3 separate regions of the Mus musculus genome follow, and regions 2 and 3 are each linked to region 1. The links are chromatin contacts, called in public Hi-C and HiChIP or PLAC-seq maps. All regions are on one chromosome and are shown on one strand. The core of a region is the stretch at or near the end of the contact, and the rest is flanking DNA. Distances in the headings are between cores, read along the strand shown. Region 1 overlaps Ccl28 (chemokine (C-C motif) ligand 28). Region 2 holds the start of Nim1k (NIM1 serine/threonine protein kinase). Region 3 overlaps Nim1k (NIM1 serine/threonine protein kinase).

What was found. Hi-C and Micro-C count contacts between places; a contact is called where the count stands out from the background. HiChIP or PLAC-seq counts read pairs in DNA pulled down with a chosen protein or histone mark.
Region 2: an H3K4me3 HiChIP or PLAC-seq map of embryonic forebrain shows a contact between it and region 1, with 5 times the contacts expected there. The contact joins the promoter of Nim1k here to the enhancer-like site in region 1. A contact is called at or near these places in 5 of 39 promoter capture datasets (the C10 cell line, the SN4741 cell line, hippocampal neurons and 2 more), 3 of 484 Hi-C or Micro-C datasets (LSK cells, bone marrow-derived macrophages and embryonic stem cells), 17 of 115 datasets of contacts at active chromatin or transcription factors (astrocytes, bone marrow-derived macrophages, cardiomyocytes and 10 more) and 3 of 9 other capture datasets (adipose tissue, liver and pancreatic islet).
Region 3: a Hi-C map of cerebral cortex shows a contact between it and region 1, with 5 times the contacts expected there. The contact joins two enhancer-like sites. A contact is called at or near these places in 4 of 39 promoter capture datasets (the 3T3-L1 cell line, hippocampal neurons and liver), 5 of 15 datasets of contacts at CTCF or cohesin (CD8 T cells, the NIH/3T3 cell line, pro-B cells and 1 more), 150 of 484 Hi-C or Micro-C datasets (8-cell embryo, the AML12 cell line, B cells and 88 more), 14 of 115 datasets of contacts at active chromatin or transcription factors (CD8 T cells, the HPC-7 cell line, the NIH/3T3 cell line and 11 more) and 4 of 9 other capture datasets (adipose tissue, embryonic tail, liver and 1 more).

The regions. Positions count from the first base shown.
Region 1 is chr13:119,647,101-119,651,600 of GRCm38.p6, forward strand. It overlaps Ccl28 (chemokine (C-C motif) ligand 28), which reads left to right. Exons shown (of 3, transcript NM_020279.3): 3 at 3,765-4,500. The coding sequence ends at 3,966. Among named protein-coding and RNA genes, the nearest start is that of Ccl28, 26 kb to the left of the region's middle. Within about 2 kb of position 2,386, at least 44 of the 459 cell types and tissues checked have an H3K27ac peak or open chromatin away from gene starts, as enhancers often do. A contact at or near this core is called in cerebral cortex, embryonic forebrain, forebrain and 3 more, where this site is marked.
Region 2 is chr13:119,753,600-119,758,099 of GRCm38.p6, forward strand. Nim1k (NIM1 serine/threonine protein kinase) reads right to left here and starts at 2,283. Exons shown (of 4, transcript NM_175538.3): 1 at 2,096-2,283. Gm41077 (predicted gene, 41077) reads left to right here and starts at 1,794. Exons shown (of 2, transcript NR_168716.1): 1 at 1,794-2,661.
Region 3 is chr13:119,726,158-119,730,657 of GRCm38.p6, forward strand. It overlaps Nim1k (NIM1 serine/threonine protein kinase), which reads right to left. Exons shown (of 4, transcript NM_175538.3): 2 at 1,423-2,366. The coding sequence starts at 1,714. Among named protein-coding and RNA genes, the nearest start is that of Gm52026, 13 kb to the right of the region's middle. Within about 2 kb of position 1,819, at least 14 of the 459 cell types and tissues checked have an H3K27ac peak or open chromatin away from gene starts, as enhancers often do. A contact at or near this core is called in cerebral cortex, where this site is marked.

The DNA.
Region 1 (4,500 bases), core at 1,136-3,635:
AAAATAATAGGTCTCCTGCAGGCTTATTATGAAATGACTAATCTGCAACTAGTGCCACTATTCTGGGAGGTTTGATAAACCCTAGAAGGTGGGGCCCACTGGAGATAGGGCCTGGTGGGAGGAAGTGCGTTACTAGGTCCCGCTTCCTGTCCATCACAATGTGAAGAATCCCTCCCTTCCACCATATAATCCCACTATCTTGATGTCGTCACCAAATGCTTAGAGCCAATCAATCATGGACTGAACCCCCTGAGACCATGACCCTCCCCTAAATCTGTCTTTTAAATAGTCCTCTAAGACTAATATAGTACACCCAATGGAAATTCTACCACTATTTTACTTAATGCTAATAAATATCATTGGTAATAGTTGGCAAATCAAAAAGTCATAGGTGGTTGACAGCAACATGAGTCGTTGGGAGGTTTGCGTTGTCTGTACTACTGAACTAAGTTGACCAAGTCTATTCTGGCTACTCCCGGAAACTAAACTTCCCACTGTCACCTCAAGTCCTCCCACATCAGTGACATGCGTATCTGTCATTGCAACCCAAAGGAGGCCTAAGAACATTGACAAGGAAGTCTCAGGCAGAGTTAGACAAGTAGAAAAAGTACCCACGGGTATTTAACAGACAGCTTGTTGGGAATACCAGAGAATACCATAGGCTTTCGATTTGGGGGAGGGGCTGGTTAGTGAATGTCAGAGATCTAGAAGGCATAGAACAAAAATGGTGTAAGCCCTTCGTGTTACTTTCGTACTTCTCTGAGCAAAACACCTAACAGAAACAGCGTGATGGAGGAAAGGCTTATTCCGCTGATCGTTTCTAAGTGTCCGAGTCAGTCCATGGTAGTAGTCAAGACATGGTGGGAGGCTGCATGTGGCAGAGGCTCTTCATACCATCATAGACCAGGAAGCAGAGAGTGTGGCCAGAACCAGTTTCTGGACTATGATTTTCCAAGTCAGGTGGAAGTTGAACACGTATACTGCACCTCCCAATGTCCCAGAGCATCACCAGACAGGACCACAGTCGGCATTCAGTCATTTAAAAACCCTCAGCTTGTGAGGAACATTTCAGAGTCAAACCTTATCCTCACTTTGATAAGGAAACAGGATTAAAGGATTAGCCTTTAGTTTTTTTTAAAAGTACCAGCTTTTAATTAAAGAGAAACTATGGAGCCAATTACTGTTTTGAAACATGTTTAATTTATTAAAGTGCAAATCTGTAAATTGATCTGTGCTGGTAAGAAAGTTGAAAAGTATGAGGCAGCTGTGATTTGGTTTCAAGTTAGTATCTTTTAGTGATAAATTACAGACCCTGTCAGCTATGTTTTCTAATACCAAATATAAGAAGTATTATTTTAAGATCATTTCACTCCAGAACATATCTGCACCTCCAAAGGTTGTATTTTTCTATGACAGTATATAAAAGCTCTATGATTTGAGACCAGTGTTTAAGATACAAAAACATTGCTTGTATTACAAATGTAACTCATAAGCATCATATAAACTACAATTAATATTAATTAATAGAAATCAAACATCCATGAGCTTACTAGACTCCCCTTCCATTTTCCGCCTGGGAATAAATCCTTTGTTTCTGACCCTCTGAATGATCCTTGTGCTTTCTGATCTCTGAGACAGCAGTTTGCTTGTTTATACCCCTCTACAGTGACTTCATTAAGAAGCTTCCAGAAATACAATAGGAAGCTGTCATCCTTGGCTGGGGTTGAAGGTTTTCCTGCACCTCACAGAGATTCTCTCTTGGATAGAAAAATCTGGTTGTTATTGTTGTTGTTGTTGATGTTTTCCTCAATGAAGTCATTCAGGAGGTTAGAACTTCTCAGAAATAAATTTGAATTGCTGCTCTGGGGGAAGTGGGGGTGGGGGTGGGGGTTGTTGAATAAATTTTAGAGAATGAACTCACACAGCAGGAGAGCAGGGTCAAGGTCTCTCTACACAGCCCTGGCTGTCCTGGACCACACTAGCCTTGAACTCACAGAGATCCTCCTGCCTTTGCTTCCTAAATGCTGGGATTAAAGGCATGTGCCACCATGCCCTGCCCATGGGACTATTTTTTGAGTACTCTACCTTGGGTAAGAACCAGAAGGTCTCCCCGGCTTCTGATCTAGAAATTCAGTGAGGTTCGCTGGTGCCTGTTAGGGATTATGAAACTGGAGGTGTCTGCGGGAGTGTGGGGGAAGCTACCTCTTTGCTCAGTGTTGCCCCATCTTTTAATCACAAACAAGAGGGCAACAGAACGCAGCTGTTGAACGGTTCAGCCCGTTCTACACCTGAGGATTCTAAGCACCATCATAAGAGTGGCAATCACGAAAACAGAAGCCTCACCAGGCCGTCCAGAAGACAGGCTTCCACATGGTTGCCTGTTCCTTTAACTCCCACGCAGTTACTGCCGCCGGTGGCTTCTTTGTGTGTGGGTTTCTCTTCTTTGGGCATGTGGGAAGGAGCTGCATTTTTTTTTCCAGCTCAGCAGATTTTCTCCCACAAGAACAAAGCAACTGGCTGCTGAGAATCAGCACTGGTTCCGCAGCCGTCTCCACGTACAGTGCTTGGAGAATATGCTGTCTTCTACCACCGACTGGATGCTAAAGCCCACCCACATTCTTCCACATTCTCCTCCCCTGCTGAGTCCACACATTATCTCATAATGATTTCTCTTAGGAGAAATGGTAGCCTATCCCCTGCCTCTTCCTTCATCTCCTTGTGAATATTGAGCTCAAGGCTTTCAATTTATCAGGACACAGCTACATTATACATGTAGGTACAGCAAGACTTGCCACACTTCATCAGATCTGCCTGGCACCTAATGGCGAGTTAAAAAAATCACCTCAATTTTTTTTTTTTATAGTGAGAGTCTTCTAGTTATCCCAAATTGTGAATGCTACCACATAGAAAAATTGGAACAAATTCTGAATTGTAATTTAGAACTACATTATATTAAGTTTTATTGGACACCAAAATATTTTAGTAGATTTTTCTATTGGCCAAATCTGACTTCATATCTGTAATGTTAGTTCCCACTATGCATAAGGGCTTTTCAAAAATTATATCTAGATTATTGCTCCATCAATATGTAATGCCACTTCAGTGGGAGAAATAAATCAATTACTAGAACAAAAGGCATGGGGAATTAAGGACCAGCGGAGGCATAACTCGAGTGCAGACTCACAGGGAAGAAAGAGGGTCTGCAGCAGCTGAGTGGTCCAGACAAGGATGTCCGGGATGCACTGTGAGGGTGAACTGGTTTTGTTGGATGAAGTTTAAACATGGAAGTGAACGACTTTACCTGGGTCTGTTACTGGTTTTCTTTTCTCCCTTTGTTTCTCTTTTTCCCCCTTCTCTTCTCTTTCCCGTTCTCTTCCTCTTCATCCAACTTACCCTTCCCTGGTCCTCAGTTTAATACTTTCCGAAGACATCTGAAGACAATGGAAACAATGTCTATAAAATAAGAATTTATCCTCTTGGTGTTCAATTTGAAGTCACTACAAATGCAATGTCCACAAGGTGGGGGCTACTCACAAGTCACTAGTTCTTTTATGTATTTGTAATTCTTTTGTTTTTCTTGTCACAGGCAGGATTTCTCTATGTAGCCCTGGCTGTCCTGGAAGTCACTGTAGACCAGTGTGGCCTGTATCTAGAGATCCCCCTGCCTCTGCCTTCCCAGTGCTGGGATTAAAGTTGCGTGTCACCACACCTGGCTTATATTTGTAATTTCTGTAAAGATTCGTTTTTTCCCGCTTTCTTGGCAGCCTTCATGTTAAACGTAGAAGAATCTGCATCAGCCCGCACAATCGTACTTTGAAGCAGTGGATGAGAGCCTCAGAGGTAAAGAAGAATGGCAGAGAAAACGTATGTTCTGGGAAAAAACAACCCAGCAGGAAGGACAGAAAAGGGCACACTACGAGAAAGCACAGAACACGTGGAACACACAGGCACGAAGCCTCTCGTTAGAACAGACATGTGAACCTACAGTGAACTCCTCAAGTGAACTGGCCCATATCTGGTTATAAATTTCTCAGCTGAATCTTCCTTATTGACACCTAATGCTTTGTCTTGTTTCATTTCGTTTTGTTTTGTTAATGAATAACTGCAGCTAAGGATGTAAGCACTTGGGTTGTACATGTAGGTTCAATCCCAGCACCAAAAGCAAAACAAACAAAACTGTGCACAAGTAACCAATATAGTTAACTTAAAAACTATATAAAATCCATCTTTATATATAAATTCTAACTATATAGAATTCCTCCAACTTTTTTTTATTCAAGTTTTCCAGCTCTACAGAGGAGTTGAAAGAATGGAACATGGGCTATATACATACCTGCCACCTACATTATTAGTCACTATTAATCTCTCTGTGTGTCTCTGTCTCTTTCTCTGTGTGTGTGTGTGTGTGTGTACATACATATAAGAACTTCTTCACTAAATCATTTGAAAAGTTGCAAACAACATGACCTATATCTTAATCCATTTCTTGTTATTAAAAGA
Region 2 (4,500 bases), core at 1,033-3,532, 110 kb after region 1:
ATTTTTAAAGGCACCAACACTTGTTGAGAAAAATGTTTAGAGTGTGGAACCACGGCTTGTCCCAAATTAAGCTTTCTAAACGAAAACCCTAGAGACAAGTGAGAGCATAGCGTTCTATAACTTATTTGTAGTCCTGACTGGGAAATTTGGACTCTTACAGACCTGTCTTTATTTGAAATGCAGCTTAAATAAAGAAAAGCACACAATTCAGCCCAAAATTCCAGCCACATTGCTCCCTAACAGAAAAAGGTCTTTCTTGAAGGTTTTTCCAGGTTTGCCACCTAATAGCGGTCAGTCCAAAAATAAGTGCTTGAGAGCTGTCCTAAGCACATTCAACAGCCCAGCAAACATCAATCTGGGGAGAGCTGGGCTCAGCTTTCCCTCCAGTAGCCTCTGCCAGGCCCCCCACCTACATCCTCCAGCTCCTAATTAAAAAGCTAATTAGAATTCCACATTTAACCGCTAAATAGAGAGGGCAGTCTAGTCCCAGGCCAGGATTCCTTGAACATCAAACAGCTCCTCTGTCCTCTGTTGGTTCAGTGAGTGTGGGAAGAGAGCTGAGCCCTCAGGACTGGTGGCCATTTGACTTGCTGAAGGGCGCTATGTTTATTCTCATTTGTCTGAGAGGAAAGGTCTGAAGAACAGACTGAAAATTTGGGGGAAAAAAACTTAAACAAAACAAAACACCAAAACATGGCTTAGAGTTTAACTACTTTAAGGAAAAGAAACAAATCTCTTTATGAATTCTGTTATTGTTGTGGCGACGGGAGGGGACATGAGGAGTTCCCTTCAGGAACAGTTCCATCCAGGCAGCCTCTTTAAGTGCAGGGCGCCTTCTTTAGTTACCATGGCAACCAAAATTAGAAGGGCTTTTGCAACACTAACAAAAACCATCTCCTGAAGTGCTTCTGTGAATCACACTGAATGCTGATGATGCAAACTGTGTATGCAGATCTTCAAACATTTTTTTAAAAAATCCCTATTACGATAAACAAATACCTGTTTTACATTCCCGTTTGAAATCGTAACTTGGAACAAATTTTTGTTCCTCTGGGTTTGCTTGTTTCCCTTCTGGATACCCCAGGCCCCAGAGTGCAAATGTGATTTGTTTAGTTTCCAAACTTGTCTGAATTTCACAGCGAGCAGCAGTTAGAATGTGATTCATTTGTCCTTATTTTGAAATGGAGTGTGTGTGTGTGTGTGTGTGTGTGTGTGTGTGTGTGTGTGTGTGTGTGTGTGTGTGTGTGTTGGCAGGGGGTGGGAGGAGTGTTTAACATAGAGCACTCTTGTCTACTACACTCCGGAAGGGGGAACTGAAAAAGGAAGGGAGAGAAAGGGTGAGGTAGAGTGAAGAGAAGAGGAAGAGAGGGAAAGGGGACAGTCAATCTCTTGGCCTCTCCTTCGGAATCCATGGGTTCTGCTTGCAGAGTTTTAAAGACCCTGTGGAAGTCTCTTCCTGGTTGTATCTCCAGGTCCTCTATTTCCATTATAATAATCCTAGAGAGGTGCCTGGGAAGAGAAATGAGGCTCCTCCTTACTTTGTTGGATCTTCCCAAAGAAGCACCTTTCTCTAGGGGAGGATTCTGGTGTATGGTGTCCTTGAGGGTTCATGCCACCACCACCCCTCCCCCGGGCCACAGCTGTGAGAAGTTAAGTCCGCTCCTAATCCAGGTCACACAGGTGCTCAGCCCTAGTTACAAACTAACGGATTTGGGCTGGCGCCTGGCTCTTGTGGTTCAGAGAACCGGTGTGGGCATGCGAGACGCTAGGCTGCCCTCTGGCTCACGTGTGACACAGATAGGCACGGGTGACACTGCCCGGTGCACACAGAGGGGTGCACACACGCGCCCAGACCAGGGCATCTCATACAGGGGCGGGAGCCTGCGCCTTGGTGTCAATGTCCCCTTCTGCAGAGTGCTGATGGACTCGGTGGACGTCCCCAGGAGCACTTAACCTTCTCCTAACCCCACTTCAACCGCCACCGGGGCCAGAATTCGTGTCTCCCTTTCTCCCTTGAGATCCCGGATCTGCTTCTTTCTAGCTCAGAGGTGGCGAGGCTAGCGTGACCCAGGCGCTGGCGACGAGCCCCGCTTACCTCGGTCCGGAGGCCGCCTGGGGAGCTCGATGCGCGGCCAGGCGAGGAGCAGAGTGGCAGACGCTGGCACAAGCTCCTGTGTCCCGGGGCGCAGACGTCTGGGTCGCTCCTACGGCAGCAGATCTGACCCACAGGGCCGTGGCAAACCCCGTTGCCTGTCTGCGCCTGGCTCCGCCACCAGAGCCGAGGGCTTCGCAGCGTCCTGAACAGGACCAATCCTGAGCGGGGGGTTGGCTCTGGGGAGCAGGGAAAGGAGACTGGATGGTCACTGCGACGGGAAGCCGGCCTGGACCTGGCAGGCTGGTTTCTATGGCAGCCAGGAGGGAGGAGCGGAAGAGAGGGGAGTGTGTAGTTGTGTGGCAAGGGGACACCCACTGCAGACTTTCCGGGAGGGGGTTTGGGCCTAGAGTGACGATGGGAAGCAGAGACACAGCAGAAAGCGACTCAACTTAACACCTTGCCGGAACAGCCCCTGCGCGCTCTCATTCCTTCCTTCCGCGACACTATCCTGTAATCCTTCCAACAGAGCAGAGACTTCCAGCAAAGCACCGCGACAGCTCCTCCGGGTGAGTAGCAGGGCTTTTAAGCTCTGCAGAAAGAAGTGCTTCTGTCGCCCTCTGCCCCATCCCTTGTATACACATCAGGCCTAGTTCTCAGGGTGCCACCTAGTCGCGGCCCTCTTATTGCTTGTCTACTCCCTGCTGTGATATCCTGGCTGGTGGTGGGTGCCAAATGATGTTTTTCTAGTTTACGATCTAGGAAGCTAGGCCGTTGAATTGAATGTAGAGCAGGGAATTTGATACAGATGCCACAGAACATAGAAGATAATTCCTGGAGTTAACATGCTTTATTTAATAGAGGGGGAAAGCCAGTTCCTGTCACAGAGGGCTTAATGGCTGAGCCAGACCTAAGAGTCTAAGTTCAGCTCTGTGAGCAGTCTGCCCACTTTCTCTTACCGCCCACCGCGTGTATCCCTGGATGCCAGGGCAAAACTACAAGAATCAAGATAATCGACATCTAAAATTTTTATGAGGCAGAAGTTGTGGGTCTAGAAGAGTCTGTTTTATTTATTTTTCTCTATTTGCCAGACAGTGTATTAAATAATTTTACAAAGACTCTTCACAGCAATGTGAGAAGTTCTGATATTACCGTCCCTTGCTTTAGCAGATAAATAAACTGAAGCAAAGACAGACATAGGCTTCAGTTAAGGTCCCCAACCTGTGGAACGCTGGGGCTGGGACTGGAACCCAAGCACTGGGACTCCAGACATACTCAGACCTTTCTTTGCTGCTGCCTCCTGCGTGTTCCTTAAAGGGGTCAGGAACAGTAAAGAGCAAGACCAAAAACCTTGGACAGCTCCATGCACAGAATCACGTGCAAGGGAAGCCCAGGGACGGAAAGGACTGCTTCCCCAACCCAGTCAGTTGATAAGGAAGGATTCTCCATCTTTTTTTTTTTTTTTTTTTTTTTATACTGTAGCTTTCTTTTTTTTTTTTAATTTTTTTTTTTAATTTATTTATTACATGTTAGTACACTGTAGCTATCTTCAGACACACCAGAAGAGGGCATCAGATCTCATTACAGATGGTTGTGAGCCACCATGTGGTTGCTGGGATTTGAACTCTGGACCTTCGGAAGAGCAGTCGGGTGCTCTTACCCACTGAGCCATCTCACCAGCCCCAGGATTCTCCATCTTAAAATACATAAACAAACAAACAATCTTGAAGTAGTGCATACCACCAGTCTATTTTCTTTCTATAACAATAAAATGAAAGCAAAAACATCACATTAAAAAAAAAGATTAGAAAGGCCCTTTGAGTCTTGAAAAATGACAGTACATAGGATAAAATTCTATAGGAAAATTATATAGAAATCTAGACCCTCAAATCCCAGGCCAGACATACAGCTACAGACACACAACTCACATTCGATGCCCCAACAGAGCAAGGGAAACATAGGTCAGCAATTGCTTCGAAAGTGTGCTTCCCGGGTCCCATCCCGCCAGCCTCCTGCATTTTCACTTTTAAGTGACTTTCAACCTTCCTAATGCTGCAACCCTTTAATGCAGTTCCTCAGGCTGTGGTCACCCCCCCTCCCCCACACATAAAACTATTTCATTGGTACTTCCTAACTGTAATTTTGCTACTTCTATGAATCATGATGTGAAAATATCTGTGTGTTCCAATGGTCTCAGGCCACCTGAGTGGGAACCACTGGGATAGATTCTCCTCCTTCCAAATCAGGCCCTTGGCACTCTAGGACTCCTAAGTCATTGAAGAGTGTAATACATTTGATTTCCTCCACTTGAAACAATTTTTTTTTTTAATTCCCACAAAAGTCCATTCAATAGTAGGTTACAGTACAACATTCTATGCAGAGCTCTGACTTAAAAAAGTCTTGATGTG
Region 3 (4,500 bases), core at 569-3,068, 78 kb after region 1:
GCCACCATTCCTATCTAAAAATAAATCTTCTAAAACACTAAAATAAGAAAAAGTTCACAGAGAAAATGAGTATATTTAAAACCACTCCAGGGCTGAGGTGTAGCTTAGAGTGCTCATTTGCAATGTACTTGGCCCTGGGTTTGGTTCTCAGCACCACAGGCACACATACAAACCACTGTACACGAGTTTATGTACATGAAATGCTAACTATTAGGCCTGGTGGCACAGGCCTGTAATTCCATGTACTTAGGAGACTGGGGCCAGAGAATAAAGAGTTCATGATATGTTTGAGCTACAGAATGAGTTCAATACTGGTCTTGGCAACTGAAGGAAAGAAACCCTGACTCAAAAGAAGAAAATGGTGAGATTAGCATCCCAACAAGTCTGGGGATGAGAAGTCTCTGGAGCATCACCTGTAACAGCAGAGCTGGAAGTCACAGTCCACAGGGAGTGCAGGTGAACTGGTCTTGGTTTATATGAGGAATGAAATTCTGTTGAAAAGGAGACTTCGATTTATCTTCGATTGCACAAAGGCAAGATAGATGTACCTGAAAAATCTTGTCAATAACTAGTACTGATTGATTGATCATTTACTCATTCCTCCGGACACCCAGTGAGGCAAACACTGTTACTGGATGCATTTGCCAATGCAAACTGGGAGAGGTATTTTAACTTACAGAGAAGACTAAGGTAGCTGAGACGCAGAAGTGTGAACCCAGATACCCAGGAAGCTTTCAAACGGGGCGGAAGATTTGATGCTCCAGTGACCTCTGAGTGTATGTACCAATGTGCCAGTGTGTTGGGGGTGATGCTTTTTATTTGGCTGTGCATATGCTGGGCAAGTCCCATACCACCGTGCTATATTAGGTCTGTTACGTTTTCTTCAGGGGTAAAACAGATTAAAAGGTCATGGGACTAAACTGAAAGCAAAAGTTATCTCTGATAGAAGAAAGGACTTTGGGGCGTGGTAACAGGGTAGGTCAAGGAGACATCAGGAAGGGTCTCTCTGGAGGGGGACCCTGAGCTTCAGATGGTGGTTTCAGCATGCTGACTGGCCAGTGTTTTTCTCCCGTAAGCCAATTCCTAGCTTTAACTAAGCTGGGCTAACTCTGGGAAAGGGTCCAATTAGGGTAGGCTAGTCCCAGGGCAACCAGTAGCTGCCAAGTGTGAAGATTCAAGCGTCACTGGGAACATCTACAAAGAAGACTAAAGGAGAAGAGTCCCTGAGAGCAAGCCCTTCATTTCCCAAGAAAGGGAGTAGTCTGTCTGGTTGGTTCGAGGGGACCTTGGAACCTATCATTTAGAGAGCTAATGGTCTAGGTCGTCTGTATAATTCCAGGCCATTGTTTATGACACACCAGTACAAACCGAATGTGGCCTTAAGTCGCCTTCTAAACCCACCCCCAATTAGTCCCATCCTACCTTTGGTTAGGGAGTGAATCCCCAGCTTGACCTGGGAAAAGTTTCCGCTTCCGATCTCCCCTCGAATCCGATAGAAGCCAATGCGTTTCCCCAGCGTGATCTCCCTCACCACCTTCTCATCCTGGCACATGTCCTGAGTCAGTTTCTCGAAGGGTGTCAGCTGGCGCTGCTGGTCCTCCTCGCTGTCCTTGCCGCCCTCGGTCTGACAGCTGCTTTCCACGCTGTCCCTCCGCTCCCACCTGTCACAATGTGTGTTCACCAGGCCGCCTCCATTCACAAACACTGCTGTCATCGTCTATGCGGGCTCATGGCTCCATCTCAGCCCAGAGCCACTGTCAGGGCAGCTTGCAGGGTGGTGAGTGAGGAAAGCTTGAGTTGAGGCCTCCGGGAGCACAGCGTCCATGAGGGAGGGAGAGCAGAGCGAGGAATCCTCGTGGAGACCCAGGGACCAGAGAGAGAGAGAGAGCCCACACAGCCCAGCAGGGCTTCACTCCAGGCGCTTCTCGCCTTCCCTCACCTCCAAGCTGTAGCTGTACAACCAGATGCACATTCAGTTACCATAACTCCTCCCGAGGTGGAACCTGATGCTCTGTGGTAGATGGCTGCCACTGGGGGGGACAAAGGCTCCACTCTGTCAATTCCCTGTGGAACCAGGCAGTCTTGTGCTCCCAAGTGTAAAAGCCCCTTGGAGGCCCCTGAGTCCCTGCAGCGGGGGATCATCGCTGACCTTCATTTTTCTGGTTTTGTTTTTGTTTTTTCTCTTGCTGTTAAGTTGCAAGGTCCCGGGGACTTGAGAATCTGAATGCCAGAAGAGCCTTTGGTTAACACAGGCAGCCACAGAAGGATTAAGTCTCTCCACAATGTCACTTTAGCCGGCCTTTATTTAGATGAGCCGTCTTCTAAGCCCTGAGCTGTCCTGAAAATTTGGCAGATGACAGCTCATCCTAAGGACAGAGTAGAATAGTTGTTAGTCCGTTCTAATGTAATGAACAGGAGAATGTGACACTGCTTTATGAACATTTTCATAAAAGCACTCTACAAATGTCATATCAATAGTCAGAGAAGTCAACATGTATCTATGATGGCCGTTTGAATGTTTTCTGTAACATCACTTCTCCATGAGGAAAGAAAGCACATTTGCCCTCACTTCCCCTTCCAGAGCACGGAATGTGGGCTCTGTGTATTGAGCGTTCACTAAATGTATATTGAACTTGATTTTTGAACTTGAGCATTTTTTTCAAACTAAAAATGTGGCAAACCAACCAACCCAAAAATCCAACCTAGCAGATTGCCTTGGAAATACAGATTTCCAGTCTGTTTGAAAACATCATATTCTTGTTATGAATGGAACTGCCTCACGGTTGTTATAGGTTAAGTATGCTGTTGCTATGAAAAAGGTTAAGAAGCTCAGGCCCAGCATTCCTCCTCTTTCTGTATATGAGGACATGAAGGTGTAAGAGCGTAGGGTTAAAAGGGGCCACATAGGGCTGGAGAGATAGCTCAGCAGTTAAGAGCACTGACTACTCTTCCAGAGGTCCTGAGTTCAATTCCCAGCTACCACATGGTGGCTCACAACCATTTGTAATGGAATCCGATGCCCTCTTCTGGTGTGTCTGAAGACAGCAATGGTGTAACCATATACATAAAATAAATAAATCTTTAAAAAGGGTGGGGTGGGGGGGGCACATAGCAGTAACTAACCCAGCTCTAAGGTAGAGTGATTCAGTTGTTTAAAAAAACAAAGTTAAGGCAAAAGTTCCTTTATTGGTGTAGAGAAATTTAAGACATTAATTAGTAATTGTCCTGGGCTCACAGGCTCCTTTGAACAAAATCTATGAGCAGGAAAAAGCACAGCCACACAATTTGCATCCAATCGTAGAGAGTCCACAGACACTCCGAAACCTATCTCTGTATGTCTGGCTAAGCGAAGATCAAGTGACACTAGGGGCCATCAGATTTGCAAAACGGAGCTCAGGAGAGACAGGAGTAATGCTAACCATAATTCTGAAAGACACTTTAGCTTAGCCTGTGCAAAAGACATCTAGCTGGGGTGTGGTGAGTCACTTACAGTGCAGTGCTGTGAAGAGCCTCGGCTGTGCCCTTCTGAGCTGCCTCCTCACCACGATGCCCTTGACCAGGGCCTATTTTACCAGAGCTAAATAAATAAATGGGGGTGTGCTTTGTTCCGTCTGTACCCCAGGGTTCTTTACAGTGCCTGGCACTCATAAGTTTGCTGAAGAAGAAATCAACTAAACACCAAGTTATCCAATGTTAGACTTTGGTGTGATTAAGCAGAGGTAAATAACTTTTTCATATATGCACTAATGACACTAGCCCAACATTAAAAATTGGGCTATGCTCTACCACCTGTTAGGACTCCTGACCCCACCCTCTGGTGTAGATCTTAACTGCAATTCCATCACTCAATCGGGAAGTGTTGCAGGACTCCTGACAAAGGGGTCTTCTTTGTTCGTTCCAAGAGCTCCACTCTTCCCAAGCCCTCAGGACTCCAGGCCCTTGTTCCCCTTGGCTCCTACACAGTTGCTGGCCACGCCATTACTCATTCTCTGCTTTCCTGGTTCCCCAAAGCTCTCAAATTGGGCTCTGTATCTTGAGCTCCACTCAGGCCCTAAAATTACAACAGTGTTTTAACGTCACTAACCTAATTAACTTTTGGTGCCTCCTAGGAACAGCATTCCACATGGAGGAGAGGTCAGATATGATTGCTGATGGAAGTCAAGATGTATAGTGGTTTACAAGTTGTATACCCTCAAGTTAGATTTCTTGTGATGTGGTCTTAAATAAATTCTCTTAACAGCCAGGGAAACAGTTGCTCTTCTGTTTAAATTAGATAAAGAAGCTTTTACAAATCTACAAGAATGGGGTTTGTATTGAAGGTGAATTGAAACTTGTTGATAATGCTAATAATCCAATTGAGGGAAATGAACCTTTTGCTATTTCAAAATAAATCACGTAACTAAATAAAAAAAAAAAAAAGCATAAAACACAGGGTGCATACCTCAATGGTTAGGTTGAAGGTTGCAGAGCCAAAATCATGGGAACTACTTGAGTGAGAAA